7 separate regions of the Mus musculus genome follow, and regions 2, 3, 4, 5, 6 and 7 are each linked to region 1. Evidence: chromatin contacts called from public promoter capture Hi-C data. All regions are on one chromosome and are shown on one strand. The core of a region is the stretch at or near the end of the contact, and the rest is flanking DNA. Distances in the headings are between cores, read along the strand shown. Region 1 holds the start of Erlin2 (ER lipid raft associated 2). Region 2 holds the start of Tacc1 (transforming, acidic coiled-coil containing protein 1). Region 3 holds the start of Letm2 (leucine zipper-EF-hand containing transmembrane protein 2). Region 4 holds the start of Plpp5 (phospholipid phosphatase 5). Region 5 holds the start of Ddhd2 (DDHD domain containing 2). Region 6 holds the start of Bag4 (BCL2-associated athanogene 4). Region 7 overlaps Kcnu1 (potassium channel, subfamily U, member 1).

Region 1 (3,230 bases), core at 188-2,687:
GTTTTAAGTTTATAGACTTAAATAAAGACACGCGTGCACCTTATAAGCGGTGAGGGAGCCATCTGTCTCTGCCTTACCTGTAATATACTCCAATATGTCCCTCTTCTATCTTGTGCACAGCTGAGAAGAGAGATGCACAAAAGAAACTGGAAGCCACGGCCACAACAGCTCCCAACTGAGCCATCAGTGAACCTGTATCCTAGAGAGAAGATATGGGACAATGTGTAGCCTGACGTACAGGAGAGCCACCAAGCTGAAGCTCACGTAAAGTGATTCTGGGGCAGCCTGCTGTAACACACACACACTACTTGCCAGATCTACAACTCACTGTGTCCTTGTTCTCAGTCAACATTCCGTTCCTTAACTGTGGAAGTATAATTCCCATTGAAGCAAGGGGGCATTAGCTCCAGAAACAGCTATACCTAAGAGAGATTTGGTGCCATTTGGGCAAGGTTCAAAACACAGCCTTCTCTCCCCTTCACGTTAACATGTTGTCAACAGAGCCATTTATACTTGTAAGGAAGAGAGGCAGCTGCAGGGTGCTGGCCCAAATTACAGAGGATGTCAAATGACAGGCAGCTGTGGCTATGTATTTCTGGTCAGAGCCTCCTACTTCTAATTGCCTGCCATTTCGAAGGAAACCACCAGTCATTCCCTTAGGACCCTGAGGGGGGGAAGAGAGAGAGGGAGGGAGGGAGAGAGAGAAGAGCAAGCAACTGAGTTCCGACGTAGGATTCTCTCTCTGATCTGTCCTCCACCTTCTCTGTTGTTCCTTTGGACTTAAACGGGACAGATCTCTATGTAAAACTGTAACACATTCTCCCATATCCTTTGCCCCCGCAAGCCCCATGGTTATAGGAAACTGGAAATGTCTCAGGCTGGAGACTCTGGACTACTCCGAAGTGAGGGTGGGGTGGGGTGGGGTGGGATGTCCCCAAATGTCCAGGGTCCCAGATGCCACAGAGTTACATGTAGACACTCATTTCCTGAACCCTGAAGGATCTGGAAAACACTACAGTGACGGACGTGCACACCGGGCACAGGGCACGGAGTCCACCTCTCAGGTCTGACTAATTTACTTATTTTTTACCGTAGCGGCCTTCAGCTACCGAGCAGCAGGAGTGTCCTCTCTGCAAATGTCCTCACTACCACCCCAAAGCCACCTCTTGCCCTTTCCCCGCCCTCCTCCGCGAGGCAGACACGGCCGAGAGCTTCCGCTCGGACCCGTGGGCAGGGGACTGGACTCCCGGGTGGGCGAGCTGAGGGGGCTCAGGACGTCAGCTCCAGCCGCGCCCACCCCCCGAGCCTCAGCGATGCCGAGCGTGCACGGAGGGGCGGCGGCCGCGTACCAGGCTGTCCCTCCAGGCGCTCCGTACACAGCCGAACCCCCGTGCAACCGTAGAAACCGCCACACCCCTCAGCACCCTACTTCCTTCCGGGCCAGTCGCTTCGATGACGCCATCAGTCCGCGCGCGCGCAAAAAATAAAAAAAATAAATAAATAAAAAGAAGACCCCGCCCACACCACACCCCTGTGCTCGTCCGGCCGCTCCGCCCCCTCGCGCTGCGAGCCGCAGTGTTCGGCGGTGGCGCCAGGGGACGCTCGCGAGCTGGCACACTGGCTGCGCACCTAGGCTTGCGGGTTTTAGGATGCCCAGGGCTGGCAGAGCGGGCTCCGGACACCAAGGCTCTGGTATCACCTTCCGAGGCGCTGGCTTCGGAGGTTGCTAGAGATTCTCCTTCGCTTCAAGTCCGAGCTGGATTTCTTTTCTTCTTCCGGAGCCGGGATCAATGCGATGCAGCGTTCTTGTCCTTCTGCTCGCTTCTTTTCCTGCTGCATTAGCCGAAGGAAACTTTCAAAGGTGCAGATTATGACGTCGCCAGTCAACAGTCCTACTCTGAGTTGCCCTTTATACTTTTCTGAGAGCTTTGTTTGGCCTTGAGGTCCCCACAGCAACATAAAGTAATTAACAAGGAATTATTGTTCCGATTTTTAATGAACGGATTCTGAAATCTGTGAGTGCTGAGGTCAACAGCAGTTGTTGAAAACTTAGCATTTCCTTAATAGTTCGGGCTTCCTGTCTTGCTTAACACATGCCATGGTGAGCTTTTGTCTGTCATCTGCACCCCCCCCCCCCCGGGGGGGTATAGCAGACCAGGAAGAAAACGTTTTTCCTAGCCTAAAGCCCTCACATGACCTCACCCTGCCATAGCGTTACCTTTGGACATTCATACTGGGCCTTTTCTCCGTTTTGTCCTGGGGCTGGAACTAAGGGCTTTATGGCTGTCCTCTATCCCCAATCTGCTTCTTTAGCAGGAAATTTCTAAACCGGCCACTGCAGTCATTTTGTTTGCAGGCCAGGAAGTGCCCACTTTAACTCCTGCTTTTAGTACATGAAAAGGCTTTTCCGTACAGTAGATGGCCAGTGGTCAATGTCCGACGATTTTAGGACTCAGGAAAAGAAGAGTAAAGGAACCCCTTTGTCTTCTCCCAAAAGCCAAGGCACTGAAACTGAATTCAAAGTTCCGGGAAGCCAGATGTTTGGTGACAGCAGAAGAAAAGCAGCTGCCCCCAATCCCAGACACCCAGTGGCTGCAGAAGAAGACAACAGACCAAGTAGTTTCAAAACAGCTTGTCTAAGGGACCCAGCAAACTCCCCATTCTGCCCCTAAAGATCCCCCTCCCACTTCCCGATTCTTAGCTACAAAACCTGAGGCTTGAAGCATGTGACCTGCCTTCTCCTGGACTCTGGTTCCTGAGTGACTGGGTCCTGTGCCCTGGTCAGAGTGTGGTCCAAACTAGACAATCTACCTCTCCGACAATAAATAAAGCCTCCCACAGCTGTTTGAGGTCATCTGGAGTCTCAGTGTTTGTTTCTCCTTACAAACAACTCTTACATATTCTTACATGTTGGTACCAGAGCCCTTTCTTCACCTCTCTCCTATCCCCAAACTCCAGTCTCTCACCTTTCTTTCCCTCCCAAGCACCACTCTGTCCTTAGTGATCACTAAGGTGAAACAGCAAGCAGGTCAGGTCCCTTACTGGAGACGTCACCCAGTCTAGGAGCCACAGTTCCTAACAGCCTCATTGATATGTGAGGGGAACGGAGGTTTTAGTCTGGAGTCCTCATTTGCCGAACTGGTAAGCTTTCTTGCTCTTACTCTCTAATGAGACCTCCAGTACATGAGAGGCTAGTCTTTGCTATTTATTTCTGGAGCTACACCCAACTT
Region 2 (3,230 bases), core at 538-3,037, 1.8 Mb after region 1:
AACGCAGAAAACCCTGCAGGCAAAGAGAGAGTGAGTTCTGGAATTAAGAGCCATGGTCGACTTACGTTAAGTATTGTTTGCCAAGTCTGCCCTTTGACAATGCCCCGAGGCTGTCATTAGACTGTCTAGACACCCCTGTCCCTTTTCTCCTCTTCCTCTTGCTTCGGGGCTAGGAATGGAGTTCAGGGCCGGGAGCCCTGCTGGAGATGCTGCCCCTTCTGGGGTACATCCCCAGTGTGGACTTGTGTTTGTACCATCTCTTAGGTGTTCTTGGGCATATCAAGGTTATATCTGGGTCTCTGCTGCTGATGGTTTGGGAAGCAGGATTAACCAGGCAGAGAAAGCCCTGAGGGACAAACTGTAATTCCGAGAAGTTCTGGAGTGCAGGAGCTATGCAAGGCACACGAGGATCGGGAGGAGGGAAAAAGAGGGTAGCAGTCTCGAGGAGGAGGAATGATCAAGCCCAGGTAAGGACTTACATGGGTACTATTTTCAAGCTACAGGGGTTTCTAATCTGAAGATTTGCTTGATCATAAACCCAAGACAACGACAGTTGGATAGTCTTGGCATAGTTCTTGTAGACCTAAAACAAAATGACTTCCGCTCACATTTTTAAAAAAAAAGTCTTTCAACACTTTTGACAGTCGTGTTTATCTCAGGCAAGAAGCAGTAATGGGCTCTAAAGTATACTCCTGCCTTTTTTTTTTTTTTATTATGGTAGGATACCTGCCAAGCCTTATCTTACATGTTTGCTTGTCTTTGTTATGAAGTGTATAAGACATTTGTGATTCATCTGCAGTACACGACGTGGTGCCAGCTTCTTTCAGGGTAAGCTCATGAGCATCCTGAAAATCTTCGCCTGACTTTGTTCTGAATTTTGGAGGCACACTCTCTGTGGGAATTGTAGCCACCTCACAGATTCTCTGAGACTGAGAAATGTCAGTATTATGGAAAACACACTGATGAGCTAATGGTCTCAAACTTGGCTTTGGAGGAAATGAATTCACTGGGAGAGAGGACCTGGGGCAGTCTCTTAGTGGAATCCTTCAAAGATAAAGGGGGGAAAATTCTTCTCTTCACCTTCAGAGGTAAAAGCCTTATTCTGAAGACTGTCACCAGATCTTGATGGCTCTGTACTGAAGAAGCAAAGGACATCAGAAACCAAGGACCCAGGAATTATCTGAAAAAAGCCTAAAGTTATGAAAAGAAAGAACAACAGGAAACGGCTCAGGCCGTCTTATCAGGGGGCAATTTTGCATCTATCCCAGGTCAGGGCACTCCGGAGCCCTCATGAGTGTGGCTTGGTGAGGGCAAGACAACTTCAATTCTTCTGTAACCTGGGAGCCTTCCAAATCCTGGGCGTAACAAGGATGGCGCTGACCAGTGTCAAGGATCGGGTACAACACTCTACAGAGGTTCTGAGTTGTTTTGTTTTTAAATAAGGGGCTTAACTTCTGTACAGCGCAGCTTCAGCCACGCCATTAAGTCCTAGCGGCAGGAAACACAGATAAAAGGGGAAGAGGAACAGCGCCGCGGCGCGCACACGCTCGGAAATGGACGGCGGCGGCGCGCGGCGCGCGGCAGGCGCGGATCCCGCGGGGAGGGCGAGCGCGGTCGAGCAGCCCCTGCCCAAGGCCGGGCGCGACCAGCGCGGCGGGGGGAGCGCGCTTCCAAGCGGCCGCCCCCGCGCGCCGCGCCAGTAGTTCGGTCCGAGGGGGCGGCTCCAGGGGCGCGGCTCCGCGGCGGCCGAGGCTGCTCCAGGCGGGAGCGGACCCCAGAGCCCAGCGACGCGGAGCAGGGCTGGCGGGGGAAGAAGCGGGCGGGCGAGCGGGCACGCGCGGGGGCGAGCTTCGGCGCGGCGGCCCGGAGGAGCGGGGGCGAGCGGCGCTGCGGGGCCGTGGGAGGAAGCGCTGCGCCCGGCCCGACGGCGCTCGTTGAGCCACATCCGCGGGTCGCCGGCGACGTTGCCGGCGCCTGTCAAGGCCCCTCCATTTTGAAGGAAGAGGCCGCCGTTCCCCCACCGCAGGGGCGGCAGCCGCGCTCATGGCGTTCAGTCCCTGGCAGATCCTGTCGCCCGTGCAGTGGGCCAAGTGGACGTGGTCCGCGGTGCGCGGTTCGGGCGCCGGAGAGGACGAAGCCGGAGGTCCCGAGGGCGACCCCGAGGAGGAAGAGGACTCGCAAGCCGAGACCAAATCCCTGAGTTTCAGGCAAGTACACCGCATCCCAGCCGAGATGCAGGCGGGCGCCATCCTCCCACCGCGGTCAATGCTGTGTGCGCGCAACCGTGTTCCCGGCTCTGCTGCCCGCAGCCGGGTCCCCGCTGTGTACCCGAAAGTTCGGGATGTTCTGTCTGCCCGTGTGCTTTTCGTCCTCTGTCTTCGCTGTAAGCTTTCTGAACCCAGCCCCGAATCCGCAGTCTGCGCATCCCGGTTTGCCTGGGTCGCTTTCTCGAAGCGTCGACACCCCGGCTCCGACGCAGCGGCACCGGGTAGTGGCAGTTGATAAGGCCAGGTGCGATTTGTAGCGTTTTCCCCTTGTGGGCAAGAAGTCGCTCCACCGCCCTTCTTGGCCCCGCAGTGTCCTAAAATGCAGCCTTGGTAAAAGAGGATCGCGTGATGACAGGTCCCTGGCAGCTGGTGAGAAATGGTGGTCTCTGCTGAGCTGTCACACGTGTGATTGTGGAAGGCAGGTGACGGCATTTTCAGCTTCCAGTGACTTCCAGACAGGTAGAGGCCTACGGAGAAGAACAGTATAGCTAGAATTGGCTTAGTTTGGGGGGTGGGGCGATATTAATTTTTACGCCCCTGGAAAGGGTTGATTGGGAAGTCTTTTTGTGTGTGTGTCTGTGCGTGTGAAAGGCAGCGATGACAAAAAAAAAAAAAAAAAAAAAAAAAAAAAAAAAAAAAAGGTCCTGGTGAGAAGCTTCAGAGGACGAAAGAGATTTCGGGGAGCTAGGATGCTGGGCATCGCTGAAAATGCTGCAGCCGTTCTCAGGCTGGGTTGAGGATTGGTTGGTTGTAAAGTTAGAGGCGCTGTACTTGCACTTTGGTGGCTGAGTACGTTTTAAAGGCAGTTGGAAATACCGTTGACTGTGGTAATGCCTCGTTTTTCCCCCTCGGCAGCTCGGATTCTGAAGGTAATTTTGAGACTCCTGAAGCTGAAACTCCAATCAGATCGCCTCTCAAGGAGTCTTGTGATTCATCACCGGGATTGGCAGAACCCGAGGCCAA
Region 3 (3,230 bases), core at 483-2,982, 1.4 Mb after region 1:
GAAAACAAGGAGAGGGAAGCTTTAGCATGGGACATAATCTCTTTATTATGGGACATAATAAGCTCTTTAATCAGGAGCCAGGAGGATCTCAGTGAGTTCGAGACTAGCCTGGTCTACACAGTGAGTTCCAGGCCAGCCAGGGCTACATGGTGAGACCCTGTCTCAAGGCGGGGAAGGAGGAGTTAAGTTTTGTAAATTTCAATTCTTTATGATCAGACTGTGAAACAGAACCCCTAGTGGAAAATTGCCTGACATGCACAAAGGGACCCCTAGTGGCCAAACTGAAAAGTTTTGCTTATTTTAAGTAGTCCATTCGGTTAGTTGAAATATACTTTTTTTTTTTTTTTTTTTTTTAGGATTAAAAACGGCCTCCATTTCTTTTTTTCTTTTCTTTTTTAGTTCTTTTGAAACAGGATCCCACTGTGTAGCCCTGGCTGTCTTGGAACTCACTTTGTAGACCAGAGTGACCTTGAGCTCACACAGATCTGCCAGTCTTGTCTATTAAGTACTGGCATAAAAGGCATGCACTACCATGCCCAGCCCTCAAAACTTATTCTATTTTGTACAGCTCATAATTTTATCATCAGAGTTCTCAGAAAAGTTGAAGAAAGCTCGAGCCAGGCATGGTGGTGCACACATTTAAATCTGAGCAATTTAGAGGACCAGGCAAATGAATCTCTGTGAGTTCAAGGCAAGCCTGGTCTACATAACGAGTTCTGGGCCAGCCAGGCCTACATCGTGAAACCCTGTCTCTAAATAAATAAATAAGCAAGCAAACTAAAATATAGAGTCAAAGATGGCTGCAGTGGTACACACTTGTAACTAAGCACTGGGGAGGCAGGCAGGTGGTTCAAGGGTTCAAGACCACTTTCTGCTACTACCTATTGAGTTCCAGCCCAGCCCGTGTTACATAAGAACCCCGCAAAATAAAAAGAAATTGAAAAAAAAAAAAACAGATAAATAGGAACAAGAATGCTTTCAGAACTTTAACTTTCCCAAGATGGCTAGTTGCCCGCCCTAGGAACGTAAACGTCCTCAAACCCACAATGCCTATCTTATTTAACAAGTACTCTAGAATATATTTTTGAATGTTGAGATTTCTACACAACTAATGATAAGCGACAACATGAAACCATTTTTTAAAGAGAAAAATCAAATTCCGTATGAAGATTTCAGAAGCATTCCAGCCTTCGACCCCGCAGAAGAAAGGTTTTTTTTTTTTTTTTTTTTTTTTTTCTCAGTGCTGCCCCTCTGCCACCAGGACCTCACAACCTCCTTCGCCAACCCAAGACCTCTAGGCAGTTTCGGAGACTAAAGGGTGAGGAACGGAATCATCAAAGTGATGTCATCAGTGACTCCAATTTGGGTTACAAAGGCTACTATCAGACCTTACTCTGGTAGGGCCTCCATTCAAGGAGTTCTCGAGGAGTTGGCTAGACTACAGAATGTGGGCAGGCAGGGGGGGGGGGGGGACGCAGCTTTGGTCCTGTAGTACAGACGCTGCCTCAACTAACTCCGACCCAGAAGTGACTTCGCGGGCTCGTGCGGGGGACCTTGTTGCCTTCCGCGCGGCTGCCGTGAAGGACGCGAGCCAGTCCCAGGATTTGAGAGCTCATTGGATGGTAGTGGCGTCACTCGGAGTGACGTCACAGGGCGAGGCGCAGGAGGTGGAACCATGGAGACTGGGCTTCCGGCCCCTTTAGCGTGGGGGCGGGGAGGAATTGGGAAGGTAGGGTTGGGGCCTTAGTCACCTCGCAGCGGACAAGGGCTCCCTCGGCGTCTCCCGTCAACCCCGATCTCTCCCCTAAACTTTGGACATTCTCCCCTACGGTGTACCTGACCCCACTCCAACAATCCCCAGACCCACCGCAGTCCTCCCCACTTTCCGCGGAGACTACCGGCCGAGAGCCGAGGGCGCCTTTTGCACCGGTGCGGCGAGCGCGGGGTGCAGAGGTAACCCCGCAGCGCTGGGCGTGGGGTTCCCCCGAAACGCCGGGCAGACTGCCTGGGAGTGGCCCGTAGCCCCGGGGCCAAGGGCTGGGGAGCCTCCGCAACAGGCCCGGCCTCCCTCCGGAGGAGCGCTGTCCGCGGTGGGGCTGGTTTCCGAGGTGCTGTGCCCGGTTCGCGATGTTTACTTTTTAGCTGAGGTTTCCATAGGGTGGGGTTGAGGGCCTGGGGAACCTCCTTCCGGCACGATTGCGAGATCGCAGTGTTATGCCAGTAGCTGAGAAGCGGCTCGGGGTGGAGAACGGTTTTAGTTAAAGGTACAGAGCTTAGTTCGGACTCTGGAGATTCTGCATCTGCGCTTGAGCCTTTAGTAGATACCATTATGTCTTCGCTGTTCCCACATGAAATTAGTGAGAACTTTTAGACTTTTGGGTTGGTGGTAAATGAATCCAGGGTGCTTACTTTCTACTTGTATTTTCTGGTTACAGATAAAGATGTCTTTCTCCTTTTAACCGTCGCAGCAGATTATTAGACACTATTGACCAGAAATTTAAAAAATTAAAAAAAAAAAAGCCTTTGGAGGCCACATCGTCTTCAGGATCATCTTCTTAGAACCCATTTCTGTGTGTTTGGATCGAAAAAGTACCATTTTCAAATCCAGAGCTAAGAAAATACTGAGGCTTTTGTAAATGAACTTGAAGGAAATTTTACACCTTGAATATGCAAATCTCTCTCTTTGCCTTAGTTTTTCTTAAAAAAAAAAAAAAACCACCTAAATTCTCATGTTTAATTGATTCCTTTTTAAAATACTAAATTGTTTGCTTCTTTTGCCTAGGTCTCTGTGTTGGTTAGTTGAAACAAAAAAAATAAACATGGCCTTCTACAGTTATAATTCATTCTTAGCTATTTTCTGGACAAGGTAAGGCTTGGAGTTTCCCACAAAAAAAAATGTATATAAACTCATGCATCTATATGAAAAACATGTGTTGTAAAAGACGTGGTGACAAATGCGTTTAGTCCCAGCACTCAGGAGACAGAGGCAGGCTGGTCTCTGAGTTCAAGGCCAGCCTGGGCTACATATCAAGACCGTCTCAAAAATATACATAAATAAATAAAGGAAGTAACCAACAAAACAAAAAGATTGGCTTAGTACAGAAAACCTTGCTGAGTTTTCAATACATTTCAAGGAAGAACATATTTTAATTTGAACTGCTTTAGAATGTAAGCTGAGTAATTTTGGAAATACATGATAGAGGAAAATAGATGAGACAGTTTTAGAGTGG
Region 4 (3,230 bases), core at 417-2,916, 1.3 Mb after region 1:
AGAATGGGCCAGCCCATCAGGGAAGCAGCGGTAGAAGAAGTCTGGGCGGGGCCTGGAAGAAATATAATTTACTCTCTCAGGAAGTATTTTTCAGTAATAGTAGATGTCAATAATCTGTTGACCACTAATGTCATAGGCAAAATAATGTAATGGGGTGAGATTAGTGTTTATACTGAGAAAAAGGCCTTAGCCACGCGGCCAATGTTCAAGAAAGTCTCTAGCATATGATTGTATCTTAGCACAGAGCAGCTAGTCATACTGCAGCTTTAGGTACATAAAGGTGGTCGCTGTGGGAAATACTCAGGACAGGACGCAGACCAGGTGGTACACTTGGAACAGGCAGAGGGCAGGGAGAGGGAGTTCTGGTGAGAAAGGAGAGACTAGTCTGAGAATCCGGGTAAACACTGCTTGAGAATGTGGTGGTGTGTGTGTGGGGGGCGCTCAGGGAGGTTTGAGTGCCAAGGCTTCTCACTTACCTGCCCACTATCAGTTTGATTATGTTGGTAAAGACACCATTCAGAGCTAGGGCAAGGCTGGCAGCTGGAAAGCAAAGAAGCCGTTAGTGCCATCTGCTTGGAGAAGAGTAAGCCACCACCTCATGAGTAGAGCCTTCATTGCTTTGAGATAGAACCCAACCAGAATAAAAACCCAAACGGCCTAGGGGCAGAGAAGTGGAGCACTGAGGAACACCTATGTGGCACCTGTGTTAATAGGGAACACCTGTGTGGTGTCTGTGTTAATAAGGAACACCTGGCCGGGCGTGGTGGCACACGCCTTTAATCCCAGCACTTGGGAGGCAGAGGCAGGTGGATTTCTGAGTTCAAGGCCAGCCTGGTCTACAAAGTGAGTTCCAGGACAGACAGGGCTACACAGAGAAACCCTGTCTCGAAAAAACAAACAAACAAAAAGGAACACCTGTGTGGCGCCTGTGTTATTAAGCACATTCTCATCAGTACTGCTTTTTGGTCTCATGGGGTAAAAAGACATACTTTAGGGGTACAGAGTAGCTGAACCCCATAGCTACTTGCCAACACTAAGACAGGAACAACTGGAACAAGGGCGACTTACCGAGGCAGGCTTGCTTGCTGTCGGTAGCGTCAGCTTTCCTTAGAAACTTGGCGAGGAAGATCAGGGACAGTGGAGTGAGAAAGGCAATGACCTGAAGGTAAAACACAGGGTCGGTAAAACCAAGTCCCTCCTGGCCTAAAGCACCAGCTGCCGCGCACTAACCAAGATCGGGGCTCAGATTGCCCACCAGACGCCTCGCCCTAGCCCTGGAACTCAAGGCAGGGGAGGAGTCCCTGCCAGCGGAGGAGGGCGGGAGGGCAGCTCACGCACAAACATGCGGCCGGTGGGGAAGTATTCCGCCTCCACGTACGGGTTCCTGTAGAGCCACAGCTCCTCGGGCTGGATCCGCCGCTGGAAGGGAGGGAGCAGCTCGGTCACCCTGGGGAGGAAACGGGGAAGATTGACAGGCTACCTCGGCGGAAGAACCTGCCGCCCCGAGCCGCTTAGGAAGTGCGAGCGCCCAGGGACGCCTGGGAGCGTTGACAGATCCTTACAGGAAAGCCACAAAGAGCAGGACCCGCACGCCCAGCTCGGCTCCCAGGGCCGCCGTCCCCATCCCGCCATACGTGCGGATCAGACGCTGACGTGGCCCCGGCGCGCCGTGGTTCCGCCCGCCCGGTGTCCAGCGCCACCTAGCGAACTCCGCGGGGACTGACTACCAGCGGGGCCTCCGGGCTACAGGAAATTCAGAGCTCATTTGCTGTGTTATGAGTACCACCTAACAGATCACCTTTGGGTCTCAAAGCAATGTGTCCTTCACCAACCACCCAGATCAGCTTATAGGACAAGAAAAGGAACGTCATTCTCCAGAGATGCTTCCTCTACAAAAGCAAACCAGAAAGCCCACTTTAAAGAAACTATGTCTTTGGAGCATTTCGAAGGGAAAAAACTGGGCTGAGGGTGAGTGGTTGTATTTTTGTGTCTCATTTCCCAGTAAACTGTACCATGAAATTACAGGTAAAGAACCAGCCCATATTCTTAAGTAGACCATACAGGACAATTTATTAAAGTCAACCTCAAGCAAGACCTGAAATCAATGGAATGCCATTAAAAGCTTTCCCACATTCTTACAGAAGCAGAAAACATATTTGAATTCTAAAGTATCTGTAAGTTAAAAAGGCAGGATTCCAGTAAATACAATGTACAAAACCTGTCCCACCAGCACACATCAGTAAGAAGCTCAAATGTTACAGGCAATCTCACATACACTACACTAGTTAACAGATATGTACAGGTTAACTAAGATGGTAGGCTCATACTTTGCAATAAGACATTGGTCAATAAACAAAATCCTTAAACTATATTTTGAAGTCATTAAACAGTAATGCCCTAGTAGAATACCCCTGGGGAACATTAACACTAACCCCTTAGTGTTAGGAGCGCCAAGTCACAGAAACTAAAGAGACTGACTAATGGATGTTGACACTTTGATATTTCACAGGTCTACAGCGTTCATTACAGGTAAATACAGATGTAAACAATCTATCAAGAACTTTATTCAAAGAACACAAGGTGAGGGTGGGATCTGCAGATATGTGTTTATTGTGTAATATTTAAATGGACACAAATGAATTTGCCATAGCAGTTGAAAATACACAAATCTTTGTATATAAAAAGAACTTTTTAGCCAGCTGTAATCAGTTAGCAACTTGGTTATTAGCGGCAATACAGTTACTTACCATAGGGTACAAAAAATGAGATGTTAATTGATAACAAAAGTGTAATTCCCTCATTCCCTTTAACTGACAAGAATTCCCTGTTGAGGCAAAATGGCAGATACTTGAAAGCCATCTGCACAGAGCAAGGCTCAGTCAGCAGGTAAGGAAGGCTTCTCGTCCCTTAACGGACGCAGTGAAGTCACAAGAAAACCAAGGACCGAATACTGACTTTGGCAACTTCTATTTTCCCTTGAACTTACAAGTCAATGACTTTCAGAGCCTACTGAAGGACAAACAATACTTTTCTCCCCCCTCCCCCATACACAAATACAAGCGCTCACATCTGCCACTTTTGCAATGGATTGACAAAAGCCAAACAATTGATTTTCCCCCCCTTTTTGAGACAGGGTCTCTCTACATAGTCCTGGCTGGCTGGGAAGCGTTAGGTAGGCCTTGAACTCTCGGAGATCCTCCTGCCTCTGCTTCTGGAGTGCTAGGATTAAA
Region 5 (3,230 bases), core at 270-2,769, 1.3 Mb after region 1:
GTTAAGGACACCCTGCTCCTGCCCCCCAAATGGGGGGAGGGTTTCCAGTGTGGCCTAGCGTGACTGCACGCACAATCCCTTGGGACAAGGCATGAGTTTGATTCCCAGGACCCCTACAGTGAAAGGAGAGCTGATACCTGAAAGTTATTCTCTGAATTCTACACATGAAGCAGCACATACATGACACACACACACACACTGCATTGGCTGGTTTTGTGTGTCAACTTGACATAGGCTGGAGTTGTCACAGAGAGAGTAGCCTCCCTTGAGGAAATGCCTCAGTGAGATCCAGCTGTAAGGCATTTTCTCAATTAGTGATCAAGGGGGAAAGGCCCCTTGTGGGTGGGACCATCCCTGGCGGGTAGTCTTGGGTTCTATAAGAGAGCAGGCTGAGCAAGCCAGGTGAGGCAAGCCAGTAAAGAACATCCCACCATGGCCTCTGCATCAGCTCCTGCTTCCTGACCTGCTTGGGTTCCAGTCCTGACTTCCTTTGGTGATGAACAGCAATGTGGAAATGTAAGCTGAATAAACCCTTTCCTCCCCAACTTGCTTTTTCGTCATGATGTTTGTGCAGGAACAGAAACCCTAACACACACACACAGACAAATATATAAATGTAGTAATTTTTAAAGGTCGGAGACCAATATGGGGCTTCATAGCAAGGCCATCACAAAACAACAACAAAAAAAATCACACAAAAAATGGTGTTACATTAACGTGCAGATATTGGTGTGTAGGTGTTGACTTGCAGAGACTATGTGGTTTTTTTAAAAAAAAAAAAAGTCCACGTTTTGTTCCTTCTCAGTTTCTGGGGGAAAAAAAAAATCTCGAAGCCTTGTCTTATAATCAAGTTAGAAACCAGCAAAGCCTCTTGTCTTTCCTTCCCGTGGCACCTGCTAGTCAGGCGCTCCAGCGACAATCCGCATCTCTAGCCCTGCCAGTCTCCAGAGCGCTGGGCTTACGTGAATAGCCACCGCCATCACCCTACATCAACTAGGTCAAAAACAAAAAACAAAAAAGCCAACAAACAAAAACCTCATTTGCTGCCTCTTACAGCATCCGTATTCTGTCAGACTCACCTCTTAGGCTTTAGGGATAACTTTGACAGCCTCTCAATCCAAATAGAGGGAGGGAATGGAGGACAGACAGACAGACAGAGCCTTCAGTCACCCCAGTCCTGCCCACCGGGGTTGCCGGGACCCATGAGGGGTCAGAAGGTCCGATTTTCCTCCTTCAAAGCCTCAGCGCAGGCAAGGCCTCCCGTGCGTGTCCCCCACGCCCCTAGCGCGTGCCCGGCGCGTGCCCGGCGCCCGACGTCTGCCCGCAGGAGGAGCCAGGTCTCGCGCGAGTCCCCCAGTCCTCACCGCACATCTCGCGACACTTCGGAGGATCTTTCTGCGCCTCCGGCTCTCACCGGGAGCGCAGCCTCCGCGGGCGCACTGCTCTCCTCCGCTGGAGCGCTGAGGAGCCCGCGGTGTGGGGATTGGGGCGCGGCCGCAGGCTCCGCCCGTCCGCCCCGCCCGGCTTGGGAGGTAGGCTGCAGCGGCGATGTGGCCCGGGCTCCCTCCGCGAGGGCTGAGAGCGCGAGCGGCGGTGTGGACGAGCGAGTCCAGGTCCGCGCGGGAGCCTGGGCCGGGGCGAGCCGGGGGTGGAGAGGCTCCAGTGTGCACGGTATCCCGGGGCATCCGTGGACGGCTCGGCTGCTCTCCTAGATCCCGAACTCGGAGCCCCGAGCTGGCGGCGGGAGCAGGCCGAGGTCTCGGGAGGATAACGGGGAGGCCCGGGGAGTGTTGGTTCCTGAGCTGTGCGGTCCGACCGTGCCCGGTGCAGCGATGCCGCTCGTCCATCTCCCGTCCTGGGCTTTTGGGTTCTGCTTCTATGTCTGCAGCGCTAGTCCGCCGGGTGCTTTAGTGCTGGGGTCGGTGGGAACTCGCCCGACATCCATCGCCCCGGGGGCAGTTGAGGTCATTTGTCACTTTTCATCCGAAACTCTGGCTCTGCGTCTCGGTGGGTCGATGCGCAGCTATAGCCTGCAGGCAAAGTTTCTGTTTGGGCGTTAAATGTACCAGAGCCCGTATTGAAGCACACTGGGAGGATCAGCCAAAATGGTTCTTAAGCGATTAGTTCTGTTTTCTGTATAGTAAGATTCCAATAGTTATGTAAATGTGTGTGTAATTAGAAATGTACAATAGAGCCTGGGGCCTTAAACCTACCTGTTATTACTGTCTGACACACTAAATGGTTTGTAGTGTGCACACCTGGAGGTAGGAAATTTCCAGCCTTCGCTGGTGCTGCTACTTTTATTGTGAAAATTGTGGTAAAACACCCTGTTGCAATCAGTTTTGACCGTGTGTTTCTTGACATTTCTGGGTTTTCTAAAGAGCTTGTTGTATGATTAGACATTTTTTAGTTTTCTAAGGAGAATTGGAAGCTCAGTATAGAATGATGGAGCTGAACATTTTGTTTCTCTCCCCAAATAATTGTGTGTGTATAAAAATTATGTAGCTTTTAAATATTGCTGTTTTCAAGAACAGCTTCCAAAAATGGTTATTGAGCATATGAACATTACAGTGTTAATAGATGCAAAATAATTCTCCTGATAGTTTTTTTTATTTTGTCTTCTAGAGCGAAATGTCATCGGGGGAATCACACCAGGAGCAGCTGTCTCAGTCAGATCCGTCCCCATCCCCGAACTCTTGTAGTTCCTTCGAACTCATAGACATGGACGCCAGTAGTTCCTATGAACCCGTTTCTCCACATTGGTTTTATTGTAAGGTACTAGATTCCAAGGAGCTCTGGATTCCTTTCAACTCTGAGGATTCACAGCAGCTGGAAGACGCATATGGCTCTGGTAGGAAGAAACTGATGACTCTAATAAAAACTAACAAGTAATATCCTCTACTGTGATAGCCACTAACATGAAATTTCAGAATTACACCATTTTCATCCTTTTAAAACTGTATTAAATTTCTGCATAGTTATCAAGTATTTTTCTCTATTCTAGCTTGTGTTTGACTTTTTAGTCAGAAAGTTTGTGTGTAGAGTCGTCACATTGCAGACTGAGCTAACATGTCGCTTTTGTTCTCATGTAACAAAGTGTTAGTGAGGATATATCATAATTGCTATTAATTTGCCTTTAATCCAAGTAAAAACTTCAGAAAAAATCTATGTATGTATCTGTATGAGACTGTGAGTGTGTGTGTATAAGTGTGTATAAGAGGCATTATTGT
Region 6 (3,230 bases), core at 487-2,986, 1.2 Mb after region 1:
AAATGATTTTAAAATGCTGATTATAGACCTGAGAGATGGCTCAGTGCTAAAGAGTATTGTCTGGTCTTCCAGAGGACCCAGTACCCTCTTCTGTTCTCTCCAGCACCAGGCAAGCTCGCAATGCACATACATACATGCTCATATACAGCGGTTTTTTTTTTTTGTTTGTTTGTTTGTTTTTTTAATGCTGCTTTAAAAGTTATATTCATCCCAGCACTTGGGAGGCAAAGGCAGGAAGATTTCTGAGTTCCAGGCCAGCCTGGTGTACAAGGTGAGTTCCAGATCAGCCAGGGCTATACAGAGAAACCCTGTCTCGAAAAACCAAAAAAAAAAAAAAGTTATATTCAAGGAATCATACACAGGTAAGAATTCGGGGCGGGGGAATGAAAGTGGAGGCTGGAGAGATGGTTCAGAAGAGCACGTGTTGCTCTTGCAGAAGATCTGAGTTCCTTTCTCAGCACCCACACTGTGACTCTGTAACTCGGTCCATAACTCCAATTCCAGAGGATCCCAAGAAGAGAAAGTCATCTGGCTTCGTGGATACCAATATGCCCGTGGTTTAATTACATGTAGACGAGACATAAATACACAATAAATTAAACCTTTTAAAACCGAAATTGTAACCTCTTTATTTTTACAGGACTAACCTCCTTTTAGTAAAAGCAAAACTGTCAAACAGAAAAGAGTAAGTTTGAAGTGACTTAGCATTCGCAGAAAATCCCGTTATTACGTCCGGCACCTGTCTCTACAACTTTAATCTGAAAGTGCTAATGACCCTTACAGAAAAAGGAGAGTGCTAGTGGCTATACAACAGAAAGCCTACGTTCTCTGCTAATTAAATTCAACTGCTGTTGTCGGGTCTGGTGAGTCCTTTCTAGAAGCAATCTCCATCCATTCACTGTCAAACGCCTTACGAGGGGCGCAGCATCCGACTTGGGAACGCGAAGTGGCTCAGGCGACTTCCTTCGCGTGCTCTGCCCTTCACGTTCCCAAGTCGGATGCTGCGCCCCTCGGAAGGCGTTTCACAGCTTGGGGGGCGGGGGGCGGGGAGGTGTTACCCGCTCAAGGACAGAGAAGGCAGCTTGGGAAAAGGCTCCGTCCGAGGCTGTGAAGGCAGAACCACCCCGCCCGGGCCCAGAGATCACTCTCTGGGCCCTTGTCGAGGGACGCCCACTCGAAAAGGGGTCCCACACCAGGCTTCCCCCGAGGGAGAGGTTAGGTACTCACTGTCGATGTCCTCGATGAGGCTGGCGGTGCCGGGCATATAGTTCATGTTTGAGCTCTCGCAAGGCTGCACCGGACGGCCGCGAGGGCGTCCAGTCGCCCGTCGGCGGGACGCGGACGGGAACCGGCCGCTCACCTGCAGCTCAGACACCGCTAGTCGCCGGAAGCGTTTCAGGTGACCCCACCCACTTCCGGTATCGCCTGCCCGTCCGCCGAAAGAGGCGTGCCGGGCGTGTTGCCAGTCGGTGGCCGACCACGTTCTCTTCCCCTCCAGTCAGTGCAGTGAAGTCCAGGTCGGAAGGGCGGAGGATAGGCGTTTCCTCACGCGTGACGAGCGCTGCCCCTCGCCTCGCTTTCCCGACCCGAGGCCCGGATTGACCCGTACCGTCCATGACCGTTCCGCGCTCGGCGTGCAAGGGGCGGGACCGGCTCGGGATTGGCTGTAGCCGTCCTATCCCCCTCCGCCGCTCGCCAATAGCGGCCTCCCGCAGGCGCCTGCGCAATGGGACGGTCGTGGGGGGCGGGAAGCGCTTCGCGGCAGCGGAGCCCATGTCGGCCCTGAGGCGCTCGGGCTACGGCCCCAGTGACGGCCCTTCTTACGGCCGCTACTACGGGCCCGGGGGAGGCGATGTCCCGGTGCACGTACCTCCGCCCTTATACCCCCCTCTTCGTCCGGAGCCTCCCCAGCCTCCGGTTTCCTGGCGAGGGCGCGGGGGCGCCCCGGCCGAGACCACCTGGCCGGGCGAAGGCGCAGGTGGCGATGGCTACTACCCCTCGGGAGGCGCCTGGGCAGAAGCGAGCAGAGCCGGGGGAGGCCACCAGGTAAGCTTCGAAGTCTTTTCCGGGGCTCCAGTCGGGAAGTCTTGGGCAGAGGTGAGGACATTTGGGGGTTTTATACTTAGGGTCTGTTAGGACTCGGGTCTCTGATTTGTTCTTCTTTTGGGGACGGTGCAGAGACGAGGACCAGAGATGCGAGGGGAGCTAGGCTTGGGTTCCATTTGTCCCTTCGTTTTGTTTGTTTGTTTGTTTGTTTTTGCTTTTTTTTTTAACTTCAGCCATCATAAGTGTTCTTGTTAACCACGAAAAAAAAAAACGAAAAAATATTCTGCGCTGACTTCCTAAGCTTAGTAGCAGGCTGCAGGATCTCTTTCCCGAGAGCGTAGGTTAGCGTGATTGGGCTGTAACAATTTATCCTGCGTGGCTCGGGGAGCTGCAGCCCCAGCCCTTACTCAGCAGCCCCTCCCACGGGGAAGGGATCGAAACGGGGCGGGCTGATCACTTAGTTCCTTATCACTAAAGCTTTGCCTGGAATTGAATCAGGAGGGATCAATGTTGCAAAGTACCTTAATGTTCTATTTAATCATCGCAAGACTGCAAGACAGATGTTATTAATGCTTCCCAATTTTTGAATGGAGAAGGCTCTGAGAGACCGACTTGCTTAGTATGTTTGGACCTGTAACATTTTGTTGCTTGCATACATGCCAAAAGTGTGTTTCTATTTTATCTTCGTATGGGGCTATCATTCTAGGATGGTGGCACACATCTTTTGGCCTTTGTAACATTCTTACTTGCAGAAAATTAATTATAAAATTCTCACATATCCACGACGGGATTGTAAAATAGTACAGTGCTTTGGAAAATAGCTGGGTCGTTCCTAAAACTTCTGACAGAGAGTTAATTTATGATCTAGCAGGTCTACTTGTAAGTATACTCAAGAAATAGAAAACAAGGGCTGAAAAAACAAAAAACGACAAAAAAAAAGTCTGCTGGTGGTGGCGGCGCATGCCTTTGATCCCAACACTTGGGAGGCAGCCGGATTTCTGAGTTTGAGGCCAGCCTGGTCTACAAAGTGAGTTCCTGGACAGCCAGGGCTACACAGAGAAACCCTGTCTTGAAAAAAAAACAAAAAACAAAAAAACAAAACAAAACAAACAAAAAACAAGGGCTGGTGTGTTTAATCTCAGTACCCAGGAGGCTGAGGCAGACTAGCCAGCCTGGTTCACATG
Region 7 (3,230 bases), core at 376-2,875, 1.1 Mb after region 1:
AAGTTCAAAGTCCAGTTTTTAAACATCTGGGCATTCCATTCCTGGGAGGAAAAATTCAAAGCCCTAAGCAATAATAAAAGCAACAGCAAACACTCGCTCTGAGCTCCATGCATTCTATAACTAGCATTGTAAGGGAGGTAGAAAGATTTGTTTGTGTGCTTAATGAGTGTGATCTAATAAAAGCCCTCTCTCCCACCCCCCACCCCCACCCCGCTCCCTGCTTCTCATCAATGTGCCCATCTGGATCCAACCTCTCAGCTTTTCTTAAAAACCTGCTCTCTGTTGAAAACACGTCTGGCTTCTGCTCCGTGGATGTTTACTGAGCATGCTCCGTGGATATTTACTGAGCATGCTCCGTGGATGTTTACTGAGCACGGATGGAACTGCTGAGATACTGGTTTGGCAGCTGGAGGAGTCTTCCTGCTGCTATCACAGCTCCGAGAGAGTAATGATTCTGATCAAATAGGGGGGGTCAGGTTTTATAAATATTGGGACATGTCCTGTCAGGATACTGGCATTGAACCACCGAGATGGGGTATAGGGGGAATGGTATGTGTACTTAAGTGCTTTTGAAAATCAAGGAAATAGTTATAATTATTAGGTAGTTGTAGATGGGAAGGGTATCTGCTTGAGCGCAGAACTACAACATCTACAAGGCTCAGGGTCAGGGGTGAGGGGAGGCAGCGTTTAACAGATTCCTCTTTTTTTTTTTTTTAAGTGAATGTGTTAAGTTGTAAACATGTACACTGTAGTAAATATGTTTATCTGGCACCTTTAGATTTGCTAGGTTTCAGGAAAGCATTGTCAGAAGTCATTACTTCAGATAAACCGCTCAAAGAAGGACCTCATAGGTAAAGCGACATGCATTTTAACCCCAGCATACCGCTACCCAGTCTTTGTGTCATGCCTCGTGGTCGGTGATGTGTGTGGCTGATGTATCTTTCCTTCTGAATTAATGGTTTACAAAAGAGCCGAGTGCTCCTTATGATGCACAGGTCATTCTTCACCCTCCAAAGGACTTCTGTCACTGGGACTCTGAGGTGTGGTGACCTACCAGAACCACCTTGTCCAAGGGCATTGCTCTGCACCAGTGAAACATGCCACTGCTGTCCAGCATGTCGGTATCATCCACTGTGTCGTTTGTCGTTGGTCTAAGCAGAGAGAGTGAAGAGAATGTTCAGGAAACATGGGTGATAACGCTAAGGTTGGAGCCATAGCTCATTGACCTGCTCCAGTCACATGGTTCCTTCTAACCCTAAGGGAGCTGGGAGCATATTGATGTATAGCTAATAAATTGCAAAGCTTCCACTTAAGGCTTAGGTTAGAGGATGCTCTTGCTCGAAATACGCCAACTCTCCCATATATGGACTGGTGGGACACAGCAAATTAGGTCCAGAGAAACGAGAGACACAAGGTCTGAGGTAGAGAGAGTCTCCCTGTGGGAGACTGCACTGCTGGGACCATAATCAACGCTGAATTCAGTGGCCAGAATGGAGAACGTGAGCGGAGCCATGATCGCCGAACCTGGAGAGGCAAATGGACGTTCATCCCCCACCCCACCCTCTCTCACGTGGCCAGGATCATGGGCCGTGCACAGCTGTGACTGGATGCAGCAGAGACAGAACCCAGCAGGCAGGGAGAAGAGTGAACCCAGCAGGCTATGGACGGTATAGCAGAAAAGGGCCACAGGACCCTGATGTGGAGAGATTGAGCATGTTCGCCCTCTCCCCGCCCCCACCATTCCCAGCCAAGCGGAAATGCAGGAGCAGCAAGGAGAAGGTTGAATGTGGCGGAGGCTGAATGCCGTCACCGGTGAGGAGAGTGGGAATAGCATCAGAAAAGGGGTCCAGGAGATCGGCAATGCTCACCGCCTCCCCACCCCACCACTTCCGGGAGGAACAAGGAATCAGGACCAAGGGAAGAGCCCCCAGACCGTACAAACAGCCCCGGAAGTGGCACGTGTCTGCTGCCTCTCTAAGGGATCCAAAGGCCGGGTTATTGTTCTTAAGCTCTGGGTTTTTCATAGGAACCTACCTTGCTTTAAAATTCATCAACAAAAACGAACTAGATATCAACCGTAAAGATATCTGTCCAATGGTTCATACCTTTAATCCCAGCATTCGGGAGGCAGAAGCAGGGGCATTTCTGTGAGTTCGAGGCCAGCCTGGTCTACATTGTGAGCCTTTGTCTCAAAACAAAAATTAAAAAAAAAAAAAATTAAAAAACAACCAAACAAAACAGGTGTGTGTCCCCTGGATCTGTCTGGAACAGAGAGTGAGATATGTTCAGTAACCCCCAGCCTGATTCAGGACAGATGAATAAGGACACCCTTTCTTGCATTTGTGCCTTGGGCCATCTCCTTGTTCATCACACAGAATAGGAAAATGAGGGGCAAAGGCCCTGCCCGCCACTATACAGCAAAGCTCAGGTGGAGCGGAAGACACCCAGAGGCCCGTGCCCCACTAATATGAACTAGGACATGGTGGATGGGAGAGAAAGAGACACAAATCCCTGTGTGCACAGTGAAGAGAGGCAGAACTGGAGATGTGAGGGTGCTGAGAAACCTGGGCAGTGTGGGAGCGCTAGCCCCACTCCTTGAGGCTGCACTTGGGAAAGCAGGCCCTTCACCTTTCCTGGGAGCTGGTGGCATGGGAAGGGTGAGTCAGCCCTAAGCTCTTGAGCACAGGAGGGCATGAGAGCCTCAGAGTGACCCCAGACCTCAAAGGTTATGCAGTGGTGCGGGCACAAGAGCTATAGCTCCTGCTTTCCCTGACCCTCACTACCTGCAGCAGGCAGGACAGCCTGCCCCACCTCTTGTCAGGGCAAAGTGGGAGAGCTAGCCCTAGCAGTGTGAATGCCGGAGAGTTAGCAGGCTGACCAACTCAGCTACCACCCAGACCTAGATCCAAGGCTTTGAGTTGGCCTACCCCAACATCTACCCTATTGATGAACTGCTGGAGTGTGTGAAGAACTAAAGCGACAGGATCTCCATGACAGGGCAACAATGGGATGTCGAAGAAAAGTCCTGGTGTGGATCCAGTATTGAGAGTGTAGCAGAAGCCAGAAGCCTCAAACCAGACCAACGACTCATTGCAAAGAAGCGTGTTTGATATCAGAAACATGTGAAACCTCATTATTAATTATTATTATTATTAATTCACTCATGTCCCCTATTTTCCCAAGTATGAACCTGATTACTACACTAGGAGGCCAGGAATACGCTAAGTGGT

Evidence for each region. Promoter capture Hi-C pulls out the DNA fragments that hold promoters and counts their contacts. Capture Hi-C pulls out chosen DNA fragments and counts their contacts.
Region 2: a promoter capture Hi-C map of adipose tissue shows a contact between it and region 1, with 2.8 times the contacts expected there. The contact joins the promoter of Tacc1 here to the promoter of Erlin2 in region 1. A contact is called at or near these places in 4 of 39 promoter capture datasets (the HPC-7 cell line, liver, neutrophils and 1 more) and 2 of 9 other capture datasets (adipose tissue and liver).
Region 3: a contact with region 1 is called in a promoter capture Hi-C map of pre-B cells, with 7 times the contacts expected there. The contact joins the promoter of Letm2 here to the promoter of Erlin2 in region 1. A contact is called at or near these places in 14 of 39 promoter capture datasets (the 3T3-L1 cell line, 3T3-L1-derived adipocytes, the C10 cell line and 8 more), 3 of 115 datasets of contacts at active chromatin or transcription factors (extraembryonic endoderm stem cells, large pre-B cells and pro-B cells) and 1 of 9 other capture datasets (liver).
Region 4: a promoter capture Hi-C map of pre-B cells shows a contact between it and region 1, with 5 times the contacts expected there. The contact joins the promoter of Plpp5 here to the promoter of Erlin2 in region 1. A contact is called at or near these places in 14 of 39 promoter capture datasets (the 3T3-L1 cell line, the HPC-7 cell line, HPC-7-derived erythroid cells and 8 more), 2 of 115 datasets of contacts at active chromatin or transcription factors (acute myeloid leukemia and large pre-B cells) and 2 of 9 other capture datasets (embryonic stem cells and liver).
Region 5: a contact with region 1 is called in a promoter capture Hi-C map of liver, with 3 times the contacts expected there. The contact joins the promoter of Ddhd2 here to the promoter of Erlin2 in region 1. A contact is called at or near these places in 15 of 39 promoter capture datasets (the 3T3-L1 cell line, 3T3-L1-derived adipocytes, the C10 cell line and 9 more), 1 of 484 Hi-C or Micro-C datasets (CD8 T cells), 5 of 115 datasets of contacts at active chromatin or transcription factors (acute myeloid leukemia, extraembryonic endoderm stem cells, large pre-B cells and 2 more) and 3 of 9 other capture datasets (embryonic stem cells, liver and pancreatic islet).
Region 6: a contact with region 1 is called in a promoter capture Hi-C map of pre-B cells, with 7 times the contacts expected there. The contact joins the promoter of Bag4 here to the promoter of Erlin2 in region 1. A contact is called at or near these places in 20 of 39 promoter capture datasets (the 3T3-L1 cell line, 3T3-L1-derived adipocytes, the C10 cell line and 12 more), 1 of 15 datasets of contacts at CTCF or cohesin (large pre-B cells), 3 of 484 Hi-C or Micro-C datasets (cortical neurons, pre-B cells and uterus), 8 of 115 datasets of contacts at active chromatin or transcription factors (astrocytes, embryonic forebrain, embryonic hindbrain and 5 more) and 2 of 9 other capture datasets (adipose tissue and liver).
Region 7: a contact with region 1 is called in a promoter capture Hi-C map of embryonic stem cells, with 4 times the contacts expected there. The contact joins the enhancer-like site here to the promoter of Erlin2 in region 1. A contact is called at or near these places in 4 of 39 promoter capture datasets (the 3T3-L1 cell line, embryonic stem cells and hippocampal neurons) and 2 of 115 datasets of contacts at active chromatin or transcription factors (embryonic stem cells and extraembryonic endoderm stem cells).

What each region holds. Positions count from the first base shown.
Region 1 is chr8:27,022,026-27,025,255 of GRCm38.p6, reverse strand. It overlaps Erlin2 (ER lipid raft associated 2), which reads right to left and starts at 1,437. Exons shown (of 12, transcript NM_153592.3): 1 at 1,350-1,437; 2 at 78-199. The coding sequence starts at 184.
Region 2 is chr8:25,200,099-25,203,328 of GRCm38.p6, reverse strand. Tacc1 (transforming, acidic coiled-coil containing protein 1) reads left to right here and starts at 1,787. Exons shown (of 13, transcript NM_177089.5): 1 at 1,787-2,207; 2 at 3,123-3,230. The coding sequence starts at 2,044.
Region 3 is chr8:25,595,998-25,599,227 of GRCm38.p6, reverse strand. It overlaps Letm2 (leucine zipper-EF-hand containing transmembrane protein 2), which reads left to right and starts at 1,732. Exons shown (of 11, transcript NM_001364069.1): 1 at 1,732-1,953; 2 at 2,783-2,866. The coding sequence starts at 2,820. D830025C05Rik (a long non-coding RNA gene) reads right to left here and starts at 2,745. Exons shown (of 1, transcript XR_003947362.1): 1 at 21-2,745.
Region 4 is chr8:25,718,484-25,721,713 of GRCm38.p6, reverse strand. Plpp5 (phospholipid phosphatase 5) reads right to left here and starts at 1,666. Exons shown (of 7, transcript NM_028000.1): 1 at 1,563-1,666; 2 at 1,339-1,447; 3 at 1,069-1,159; 4 at 477-540; 5 at 1-52. The coding sequence starts at 1,624. Nsd3 (nuclear receptor binding SET domain protein 3) reads right to left here. Exons shown (of 23, transcript NM_001081269.2): 23 at 2,047-3,230.
Region 5 is chr8:25,752,569-25,755,798 of GRCm38.p6, reverse strand. It overlaps Ddhd2 (DDHD domain containing 2), which reads left to right and starts at 1,519. Exons shown (of 18, transcript NM_028102.1): 1 at 1,519-1,613; 2 at 2,626-2,851. The coding sequence starts at 2,632. Gm17484 (predicted gene, 17484) reads right to left here and starts at 1,319. Exons shown (of 2, transcript NR_154462.1): 1 at 1,080-1,319.
Region 6 is chr8:25,783,715-25,786,944 of GRCm38.p6, reverse strand. Bag4 (BCL2-associated athanogene 4) reads left to right here and starts at 1,736. Exons shown (of 5, transcript NM_026121.3): 1 at 1,736-2,046. The coding sequence starts at 1,774. It overlaps Lsm1 (LSM1 homolog, mRNA degradation associated), which reads right to left and starts at 1,354. Exons shown (of 4, transcript NM_026032.1): 1 at 1,228-1,354. The coding sequence starts at 1,273.
Region 7 is chr8:25,908,771-25,912,000 of GRCm38.p6, reverse strand. It overlaps Kcnu1 (potassium channel, subfamily U, member 1), which reads right to left. Exons shown (of 27, transcript NM_008432.3): 20 at 1,055-1,151. Among named protein-coding and RNA genes, the nearest start is that of Kcnu1, 61 kb to the right of the region's middle. Within about 2 kb of position 1,625, at least 73 of the 459 cell types and tissues checked have an H3K27ac peak or open chromatin away from gene starts, as enhancers often do. A contact at or near this core is called in embryonic stem cells and hippocampal neurons, where this site is marked.